3 separate regions of the Mus musculus genome follow, and regions 2 and 3 are each linked to region 1. Evidence: chromatin contacts called from public promoter capture Hi-C data. All regions are on one chromosome and are shown on one strand. The core of a region is the stretch at or near the end of the contact, and the rest is flanking DNA. Distances in the headings are between cores, read along the strand shown.

Evidence for each region. Promoter capture Hi-C pulls out the DNA fragments that hold promoters and counts their contacts.
Region 2: a contact with region 1 is called in a promoter capture Hi-C map of liver. The contact joins the enhancer-like site here to the promoter of Tmc3 in region 1. A contact is called at or near these places in 9 of 39 promoter capture datasets (the 3T3-L1 cell line, 3T3-L1-derived adipocytes, the C10 cell line and 5 more), 1 of 15 datasets of contacts at CTCF or cohesin (the NIH/3T3 cell line), 52 of 484 Hi-C or Micro-C datasets (3T3-L1-derived adipocytes, the AML12 cell line, B cells and 37 more), 6 of 115 datasets of contacts at active chromatin or transcription factors (CD8 T cells, acute myeloid leukemia, bone marrow-derived dendritic cells and 3 more) and 5 of 9 other capture datasets (adipose tissue, bone marrow-derived macrophages, liver and 2 more).
Region 3: a contact with region 1 is called in a promoter capture Hi-C map of hippocampal neurons, with 2.1 times the contacts expected there. The contact joins the enhancer-like site here to the promoter of Tmc3 in region 1. A contact is called at or near these places in 6 of 39 promoter capture datasets (frontonasal cranial neural crest, hippocampal neurons, liver and 3 more), 1 of 15 datasets of contacts at CTCF or cohesin (the NIH/3T3 cell line), 36 of 484 Hi-C or Micro-C datasets (the AML12 cell line, B cells, the BV-2 cell line and 27 more), 6 of 115 datasets of contacts at active chromatin or transcription factors (acute myeloid leukemia, bone marrow-derived dendritic cells, double positive thymocytes and 3 more) and 4 of 9 other capture datasets (adipose tissue, liver, macrophages and 1 more).

What each region holds. Positions count from the first base shown.
Region 1 is chr7:83,583,301-83,586,693 of GRCm38.p6, reverse strand. It overlaps Tmc3 (transmembrane channel-like gene family 3), which reads right to left and starts at 1,763. Exons shown (of 23, transcript NM_177695.4): 1 at 1,514-1,763; 2 at 262-408. The coding sequence starts at 1,602.
Region 2 is chr7:83,658,141-83,661,660 of GRCm38.p6, reverse strand. It overlaps Il16 (interleukin 16), which reads left to right. Exons shown (of 19, transcript NM_001360087.1): 12 at 376-863. Among named protein-coding and RNA genes, the nearest start is that of Stard5, 28 kb to the right of the region's middle. Within about 2 kb of position 2,135, at least 149 of the 459 cell types and tissues checked have an H3K27ac peak or open chromatin away from gene starts, as enhancers often do. A contact at or near this core is called in B cells, the BV-2 cell line, CD4 single positive thymocytes and 17 more, where this site is marked.
Region 3 is chr7:83,683,599-83,687,304 of GRCm38.p6, reverse strand. The region is part of intron 3 of Il16 (interleukin 16); the gene reads left to right. Among named protein-coding and RNA genes, the nearest start is that of Il16, 47 kb to the left of the region's middle. Within about 2 kb of position 1,429, at least 16 of the 459 cell types and tissues checked have an H3K27ac peak or open chromatin away from gene starts, as enhancers often do.

The DNA of each region.
Region 1 (3,393 bases), core at 514-3,013:
TCTCATGCACACAGCACACTCTCACACACTCACACAATACCCACACTCACACACCCTCACACACAAACCACATACACACACACACACACACACACACACACACACACACACACACGCGCGCACATATTCACAGGCACTATAACAGCTATGTCTAGATGGTCCCATCAAGCATCTTTGGAACTTCTCTGAGTGAGATGCAGGATGGTCACAGTTCTTGAATCAAAACTCTTATTAGTGAATGCTGTGTAGGCCCTTCCTTACCTCAGTGCCCGCAGTTTCTGCCCCATGGTCCAGGGTCTGCAGCGGATATTTGCCATGAGATCTTTCTGAAACTGTATATTCTGGAAGATTTGTTCCGGATCACTGCTGTCTCCCGTTTCATCAGCATTAAAGCTGTCATCGGAGTTACTGGGTGGAAAAGGGGAATCATGGAGGAAATCTGATTACAGAATTGCTTTCAGCAAAGGGCATCTTTCTTGTGTAACTTCTGCATCTCACTGTCCCAGGGTCATCTGTAGTGTGTGTGTGTGTGTGTGTGTGTGTTTGTGTCCATAGACTGACAGAATTTGGTAATGTCAGCAGTCCTTAGAAACTCATTTGTAGATTCTATTACTTCAGTGGTCAGTGAAAAGGAATAAGTTCTCATGGCAAACGACAGCAAAGGAGAGAGGAGAAGAGGAATTCCCACATTTGATTCCATTTTTGAGGAACAGTAGTTTTGAGAAGGGACACAATGTCATCTATAGGCTCACTGAGGTGAGGAGCAAAGCTTGGAGACACAATTCCTCTTTCTCCCACTCTAAAGGTAAAAGAAACAAACATGTGGCCTGTGTTGCCTGGAGATGCCTCTCTGTTGTGTTCATTTTAAACACAAGATAAGAGGTGAGGCAGGCAGTGGTTTTTACAAACAACAACAACAACAACAACAACAACAAAATGCGTTAAATGACTGCATTGGGCAAACTCCTTAGGGCATAGCTACTGTGTAGAACAATTTTTCAACATTTAACAGGGACTTTCTTCCATAGTAATTCTAAATATGTAACTCAATATTTTTTTAAGGAGATGAGTAACCTATGGCTTTTGCAAAAGAACACATTTCCTCTCATTTTGATCAGGAAGTCTTTTATTTCCTCAAAGGAAAATTTCTCTAGAGTTAGAGGAGGTTTCAGTATTTAACAGAAAATCTTCCCGAAACACACCTAAGACGTTCAGTTCTCATCCCCGCCCACATCCCCGTGCTCAGAAGCGTTTTCCAGCAGACACCTGATTTATCAGAGGCAGCAGATGGCTTGTCTGCTCTCTTCCGACGCTAGCAATTGAGGAAGCAGGGAGAAGCAGATGAAGCCCATGTGTGGAATTGGCAGGCAACAAAATAAGTGCAGGATACAGGCTTTGGAGCTGGGAGCTTGCAACTGTCTTCCTCTCTGAGCATTGCTGTGGTCGCCACCCCAGTTCCTCATGACCCCAGAGAAGTAAGTTTCTGCACTGGAGAACCCAGCAAGGCACTCACCCAAGAAGCAGGGAGTCCTGGTAGAGATAACACTGGCTGGCGTTTCTCCGAATGCTTCTGTAGCGCTGGGATGCCTTTGAGGTTTTCATGAGGCCTGGTCTGTAGCCAATGGTCCCTAGGGATAGCCAGGGAATTGGAAAGCCTTGATTTTGCAGGCAGGGTTCTGTTCCAAATGAGCTGTCTGAAAGAGGCCTGCAGAGTTGACCTGCTCTCCTCCTTCAGAAACAGGAGCAAATGTCTGCCTGCATCTGGTGCTCAGGGCAGAAAAACCAGGAGGGCAGCCAGGGTCATACATATGTAACAGTGAGGTGGGTGTGTTCACATTGATTGGCTAAGATCGGGACAGTTGGAGGCGTGGCCCAGTAGCCTAGGGCTGTCTTGGTTCTTCCTAAAGTCCATCAGTAATCTCTTGTGCCCAGACAGGGCTCAAAGACTTGCAAACTCCTCTACATCTGACTACAGCTGGCAGTTGCTAAACACTTTAGGAGCATAGGAGGCAGGGTGTGGTGGGTCTCTCCAGAAGAGACTTAGAGACAGCAAGTGCACTGCCTATCCAGGCACAGACAATAGCACTCTATTCTTTTCTCCCTCTACATCTTTTTGATTTTGTACTTTGAAAGATGTCAAGCTTACAGAAATGTTGACATCACAGTACCATGAACCTCTGGCTACTTTCAAGCATTAACCATTTACATGTTGCCACAGTTGTCTCAGTACCACCCATGTTTTCCCTGCTACCTACCTACCTGCTACCTAACAAATGCTTAGAAACCAGTAAACTCTAGAAATAATGATGTTTCAACCTTCAAGACTTCCATGTTCTAGTAACAAAAAACGGGATTACTTTAGTTCTAGTCTTACATGTATTAAGTATGGACATATCAGTATGCATAATGACCCATAAAGCTGAGTTTGAGAAAAATTAAGATTTTTATTTATTTCATATTATTTTATTTTCATCTCAGGGCTGGAGAAATGTCCCATAAATTAAAAGAATTTGCTACTCTTGCAGAGGACCTAAGTTCAGCCCACTAACCACCTCTAACTCAAGCTCCAGGGAACCTCTTCTATCCTCTATACATGGTTCTCGTTTCTCTCTCTCTCTCTCTCTCTCTCTCTCTCTCTCTCTCTCTCTCTCTCTCTCTCTCTCTCTCTCTCTCTCAGAAATGCTTAGAAAACAAGACTCTGGAAATCCATGTATGTTGGAGGTCAAAAAATGTATAGCTTTAGAAAATGTGGCATCTTGCCCATACAAAGGCCAAATGGGGCCCATTCCCTTATCGCCTGCATGTTTCCTTTGTTAGCTGTACACTGGCTTTTTAGCCAAACATCTTATCCCCGGCCAAGGCCTTTGGTGCACTTGGGAATTACAAACCTGTTTGCTAGTGAACACCCAGAGCCCTGGCTGCTTGCAGGGAGTTAACACACTTGTGTGTAGCTGAGCAGGCTAATGCAGTGCTAGAAAGCATGGCTCAGCTCTGCTGAACACTCTGTCTTGCCCACATTAAGAACTCTACATGAGCAGAGGTCAGGGCAGTGCCCCAGACAACAGAGCAGAAGGAAGGCACAGACAACCACAAAGTGTGGGAATGGGAGAGGGTCTCATTCATTTGTTCATTTATTTTTCATTTATTTTTCTTTTAATTTATTATAGCAATAACTCCTTCTATTGGCCACAAGTAAAAACTGGTGAGAGGCAAAAGAGAACTCTTAATTCTCTCCTTACATTTGTTTTAATATGTTACTGTGGCTATTGAGAAAATGAATTTTAAAATAATGTTAACTTTAAATTATTTTTAATTGACACAAGATTGTACATATTTAAAGGTATTGTGTATTATGGTGATATACAATAAAGTGTAAACAGAGCCAAATTAGAC
Region 2 (3,520 bases), core at 886-3,385, 75 kb before region 1:
ACTCAAGTCAGAATGAGTTGGCAGGAATGGGTAGATCTGTATAAACTGCCCTCACCTCCACCAGACCCTGAAACTAAAATCCCTCCCACATTGGCATGGTAGCTCACCAGTCTTCCCACAATTGGGGCACTGAGCTCTTGCATGAATAGTAATGCTGTGTGGTATGAGTGGTGTGTCCCTGTGGCTGTCACATGCAGGCTCAGAAAGGTTGAATGATGCTCTTAACTCAACGTTAGAAAACTCATCGGAGTCTGAACCCAAGGCTACCCAGGCTACGAGTCTTCTACTAGAGCAGTTGGATGCACAGGGTGCTGCCTGTGGTCCACCTGGTCTTTTGAGGCTCAGTTTGAATGTTTCCTTGTGCTTACCATGCAGGTGTCAAAAGGCTGGAGAGCAGCTGGCATGGGCGGCCTACCTTGGAGAAAGAACGTGAGAAGCACTCAGCGCCCCCACATCGAAGGGCCCAGAAGATCATGGTCCGATCCAGCAGTGACAGCAGCTACATGTCTGGGTCACCAGGGGGAAGTCCCTGCAGTGCAGGTGCGGAGCCACAGCCTTCTGAGAGGGAAGGCAGCACACACAGTCCCAGCCTGTCCCCAGGGGAGGAGCAAGAGCCGTGCCCAGGGGTCCCATCCAGGCCTCAGCAGGAGAGCCCACCCCTTCCTGAGAGCTTGGAAAGAGAGAGCCACCCACCACTGAGACTGAAGAAATCTTTTGAGATTTTGGTGAGAAAGCCGACATCCTCCAAACCCAAGCCTCCACCCAGAAAATACTTTAAAAATGACAGCGAGCCTCAGAAGAAACTGGAGGAGAAAGAGAAGGTCACAGACCCTTCTGGGCACACCTTGCCCACCTGCAGCCAGGTAGGAGGGTGTGCTCAGTGGGACGTGTGTCCCCTGCAACATGCAAAGCTGCTGCCCTTGAGCATTAGAAATGTCTGCAGGCTTCCTGTACTCTGGCATAGAGAAGCACTCTCTTTAAGCTCACTGTGCAGAGACATATGAAGCTTCGCAGAACCAAACCGGAAGTTCCGGGCCTGCCAACTGTTGGCAGTAACACTCGCGGGTCACATGGCTCACGCGCTGGTGTATCAGCAGCAGGGTTACTTTGTGGTGGGGAGGCTGAGTCCAGGAATCTGAGATGCTCTGCTAACCACAAGTAGTCACCCCAATAGCTAAAGCAGAGGGAGAATGATTGCTTGTGGGAGTACAAGATGTTCGCGAGAAATTAACTTTGCCTTCTGGAGGTGGGGAGACTCGGAAACCATCCTCTCTAAGTCTAGGTGTCCTTAGCTGCTACTTTGGGCTTTTTGAGTGGCTCCCTCTACAGGCTGTTGTGAGACTTAGATCTTCCCTTCCGTATATTGAAGACTCCAGCACCATAACTTCTCTTGGAGCTTCTTCCTCTAGCTTTACACCCAAAGGATGGTAGGTAGACAGGAAGGCAGCTGCTGAAACTTGAGCCCTTTCAACAAAGGACACTGTTTTAGGGTTTCTATTACTGTGAAGAGCCACCAAGACCATGGCAACTCTTATAAAGGACGTTTAATTGGACTTACAATTTCAGAGGTTTAATCTATTACTGTCATTGTGGAAAACATGACATCAGGTAGGCAGACATGGTTCTGGAGGGGCTTTGTTTTACATCTTGATCTACAGGCAGAAGGAGACTGCCACACTGGGCATAGCTTGAGCATATAAGACCTCAAAGCCCGCCTCCACAGTGACATACTTCCTCCAACAAAGCCACAACTACTCTAACAAAGCCACACTCCCTACTAGTGCCAGTGCCTATTGGCCAAGCACTTAAACACACAACTCTATGAGGGCTGTCCCTACTCAAACCACCATAGGCATTATGCTAGATATGTTCACGCACGTTGTTTTAGTTCATCCTTCCCCGGGTCTGAGGGTGAGATTCCCAGTTTCACAGAAGAAGAACTTACTTAAGTTTGTGTTGCTGAGGCGTGCAGTGAAGGCTGCTAGGGGTGAAGTAAGGCCTCTGGAAATCCCCTAGAAGAAAGCAGGAGATTTGTCAAACTGCCCATTGACAAGCTTCAGTGAGGTGGATGGGGAAGGAAATTCTTGAGTTCCTTGGTGAAGACACAGTGAAGGAGGAGCTGTGTTACCAAACAGGAAGTACAGACTTTCAGGCAGCTGAACGTGCCGGGCTGACTAGCAACCAGAGAGGGCGGGGTATCCTGTGAATGTGTTTCCCTGACTCCCCCTTCAGCAAACACTTCATTTGGATCTGAGGCAGAATCTAGAAGGCAAACCAGAAGGAAATGTTGAAAGGGTAGACATTTTGCTTTCCTCCTGCAGACCCAGGAAAGGAGAACAGGTGCCTTGATGAATCTCTTTGGCTTCCTGATTGGGTGGGGCCACATGTCGGGCAAGGAGCATTGCCAAGTAAGACAGCCAGGGGAGGAAGCAGGTGTTCTGTAGGGAAGGCCAGGCAAGGAGCCAAGGTATTTAAGACAGCACACAGACAAATATAAACACATGTATGTGCGAGCATGTGCACTCTCTCTCTCTCTCTCTCTCTCTCTCTCTCTCTCTCTCTCTCTCTCTCTCTCTCTCTCTATCTCTCTCTCTGATTTCTCTGTTCAGCATCCCACATCTTGAGCAATCTGCCCTGCCTTTGGCTTCCTTCCCTGTTCACACCAGCAATATGGTCCACACTAACACAAAGGCCGTTCTGTGGCTGCTCTTTTGTCCTCTCTGCATCATCCCACATGGCCAGTAGACCCTTCTGTAACTTATTCACTCAACCAACAGAGCATTGTTGTGCTGGCAGAGAGATCACAAAGACAGGCTTCTAGTCTGACAGAAAACAGGAAGCAGTTGACCTTCTACACCATTCTTAACAGCCTTGGCCACTCCCAGACCTTTCTCAATGGATCTTATTGCCTGTGATTCCATTTTCAACCCTTCTTCTCTCTCCCTTTTCTCCCTCTTCCCTTCTTTTTTCCTACCTTCTTCTCTTGTTTCTGTCTGTAGTCTTTTCTCTCTAGGGTCCTAAGACCCTTCTCAAGCAGATATGTACGACAGGTTACATTTAATGTAACTGAAGGTAACCCAATTTCCTGTACCCAAATGACCTTCAAGATACTTCCCATGAACCTGGAGAGATGACTCAGGATCACTGGCTGCTCTTCTAAAAGATCCAAGCTCCATTCCCGCACTTACACGGAGGCTAGTAATCACCGGTAACTCCAGTTCCTGTGGATCTGATGCCCAATCCGGCCTCTGTGGGAGCTCTGTGGGCACCCACACTGTCTTAAAATACCACTCACATTTAAGAAAATGATTTTGTATTCTCTGATTAGTCCCCATCTCTCATCCTCTTGCCTTACCTCCTCCCTCTCCCCTCATTCACCAAGTGCTGAGCCAGGGAACATTTGCCTGAATAAATTTTGTGTAGAAATCAAATTAAGTTTGGGATTAATTTAAAAGACCTTTTCCAAAGATAATGCAACGTAAGAGGTGTTGATTAAAAGGTAAAATGTGGGTTCTGAGAA
Region 3 (3,706 bases), core at 180-2,679, 100 kb before region 1:
CTTATCAGTGATATGATAGGGCCTGAGGCTGGAAGACCTCAGGACTCTTGATTACTGTAAATAGAATCAGAAGAATGAAGAAATTAAGACTACAGTGAAACATAATACTAGCCATGCTAATACTGATCTCTGCTAATGTTTTCAGTTAATTCCATACTCTTCCCATGTGACTTCAGAAAACTCCTATGCACAAGTCACTGGAAATTCTGTTCTAAACACTATTTTTTCTTTTAGTGGAAACACACTATTTAACTATATGAACATTACAATCTACTAACCAACTCTCTCTTCTTAGATATTTGCATTACATATTATATAGAGATTATATATAATATGTAGATATAAATTACTATATTAGTCTCTCACTAGCATAATTCATATTGTTTACTTGATACATTAAATTTTATCTGCACCCATGTTGGTTCTAAAGGGTAACCCTGTTAGCCTCCATATCTGCAAATGGGAAATACTTGAAAAAAAATTACATTTGTATAGAAAATGTGTAGATTCTTCTCCTCGCTGTCTTCTAAACAGTCCAGCATAAGAAGTGCATGTCTATGCATCTATTATGTGATGATAATGCAGTAAGTTTATACAAAACATGGAAAAGCACTACTTATTCTGGTATCTGCAGGGATTCCTTGAAGCAATTATTCTCCGTGAACACTGTGTGACAGCCACATAGGTTGAAAGCCAAGTGTGTGGTTTATAGCTAGAGTCCCACCATGTGGGGTGTAGAGGTAGGATGCTCAGGAATGTGAGGCCAGGCTGGGCTACAGCAGTTCCTGTCTCAGAAACAAATCAAAACAAAACAAACAAAAACCAAACCAACCAAAGAAACAACAAAACCAAAGCAAAAAACACAAAACAAAACTCCAAAGCAAAACAAAAGAGAGCAGATTCCAGGGCGAGTGTGCTTGGGCTGGCATCTAGCTTCTTTGGAAGTGATTATCTCAGTGACTTTAGGAAGGTTTCTTGACTCTCTGAGCCTCATTATTCTATGTCACTGTCAGCCATCCTTAAATGAATTAGGACCCATTTGGAGGCTTGTGTGACTTGGTTTCTTGTTAATGTAACGACCTAGGAGTTGACTTTTGGCTTAAACAGTAGGTCGATACAGCTTAAGAACTGTGGCCACACTTTAGCCTGACACTCCTCCAGCAGCAAACATGAACACCTACTTCTTCACACTGAATTATTTTTATTTTTTAATATTTGTCGCACAGCCTTCTCTCTCTTCCCTGTTTCTGCTTCTCTGCTTTGCTTTGCATCTGGGACCAGTTACACACTTTGTCGGGGCTCTGTCTAAAATGAAACAAAGAGACCCTGTTCAAAATTATTAAGAATTTCAAAGTGGCAACAGCCCAGCATTAAACCAAGCTGGGAGTCTTCTGGCCGCAGGCCCTGGTGACTGCACAGGCAACATGTTCATAATCTCAGCCATGCTGGGGTCCTGGGAGCTGATCTCTCAGACAGTGCCACCCACCTCCCAGCTGAGTTCAGTTACTGAGAGCATTAGTGGGTGACTGGCTATAGGACAGACCCTTGTAGGTACTGCTTTCCTGGTACCCTGACTGTCCATCACCCAAGTGGCCTGTCTTCCCTAGATGTGGCTCAGTCAGAACAAGTGATACCTGCCCAATTTCCTCCCTGTGCCCGTAAGACCTCTGCAGGTAATGGCCTCCAGGACCCCAGCACATCTGGCTGTTTGTGTAAGTGTGCCTTTGGTTTCTTATGCAAGCTATGACTTGCACATTGCCTTATAAAACAGCTGGAAGACAGAGCTCTTTAGACAAATGGAAAGATTTCTTCATTTATTTAGTACATACTTTGGTGACTCTTGTTGGTTTTCTACTTGGGTTATCATCGTCTTATTAATTTATCAAACTCTCGGTTAAATTAATATTGAACATTGGATTTCTTAACCACGCTTTAGAGAATCAACCGTGCCCTGCTCTGTCCTCTGTTTATACAGGCCTGAGTCCATGTAAGGGGCAGAGCACCTGGAAGCACAGTGGCTGCCTGGGTCAGGAGAGGCAGATCCTAGCTCAGTGGCTTGCCCATGGCTGTCATTAATGTGCTGTCTCTCATTTCAAATTCATTTGTACTTATTTCTCTTCCTCTCCTTCATTCAGTGTAGGTCGTGGTCATGGGAAAGCCCAGGACCCAGAGGTCTGGATTATATTCTAGATTTATTTATTGCAATGAAGCCACTGAGCCTTTGTCTGCTCACTAATAATAAGTAGAGCAGGGCTCCTGAAAGCCTCTGATAATTGGCTGTATCATGAGGAGAGTTGCCCAGGCCCCATCAGTGGGTAGGATGGGTGTAGGATCTACACTACTATTCAACACTTACATAAATGTAGTGCGTATGCAGATTCGGACTAGATGACCTCAGGCTACTGGCTAAGCATCCTGTCTTCCCCAGGCTTCTCCCTCCTGGCCCATCTGGGAGCAATTGGTCCCTACAAGTTACAGAGGATCAGTGTTTCCGAAAAGACTTCTGGAAGCAACCATCTTGGCAGGGAGAAGTTTTTTCTAGCTTCTTTCAGAGCATTCAAGAACCAAATCTCCCTCTTTCCATTGTGCCTCTACCTCTGTTCTCAATGGTCTTTAGGCATCTTATGTCCTCAGGAAGCCTCATCCTGACCCTACCTGACTAGTCACTTCCTTTCTTTTGTTTATAAACAAGTCTTTCCTAGTCCTTGCCCCTCCAGGAAGGAATCTCCAACCTTGATGCATATTGAATTTCCTGTGAGCCACCGATCATTATGTCCTTGGTATGGAGGGTTGGGATCTCCACTTACTCAACCTGAAGGATGCTAGGGAAACATTGTCCCTCCCTGGGCCTCCGGAACCCCTCTGCCAAGGCACTGGCCACATATGACTCCTGAACACATGGCAGTTCACTGTGGAGAACACAGAAACTTTAGAGGACATGCCTGGTTGACTAAGTATGAGAAAAAAAATACAACATGAATATCTCATTAATATTTTTATATATTGTTTGTATGTTGATGGCACATAGCTTAGACTAGAGAACAGAAAAAATATTAATAAAATTAAACCAATTTATTCCATTTCCTTTTAGTTCCTTTTATTTAAAAAAAAATTAACCTATTTTGTTTGTTTTGACTCTTTGAGACAGGATCATACTGTATAGGCCAGGCTGGCCTGAACTCTCTCTTTTCCTTTTTTTTAATCTAAATTTTTATTTTCTTTGAGACAAGATCTCAGATAGCCTTTGTGCTTTTAAAACCTAGTATATGGTGGAGACTCCCCATCCTTCTGTGTGAGTGCTAGGATTATAGTATGCACTACTCTGCCTGGTCTTCCTCTTACTTTTTATTCTCTCTCTCTCTCTCTCTCTCTCTCTCATACACACATTTATTTATTTATTTGAGTACACTGTAGCTGTCTTCCGACACACCAGAAGAGGGCATTGGATCCCATTACAGATGGTTGTGAGCCACCATGTGGTTGCTAGGAATTGAACTCAGGACCTCTGGAAGAGCAGTCAGTGCTCTTAACCACTGAGCCATCTCTCCAGCCCACTGCCTTTTACTTTTTCAACATGACTACCAGATGAATTTAAACGGCCTCTGGCAGCGCACTTTTACTCCATGTTGGGCAGCTCTAGATGTCAGCAGGTTAAGTCTGTCAACCGTAAAGATTTGCAAACTGACTGTGATATTTGAGAGGTGGG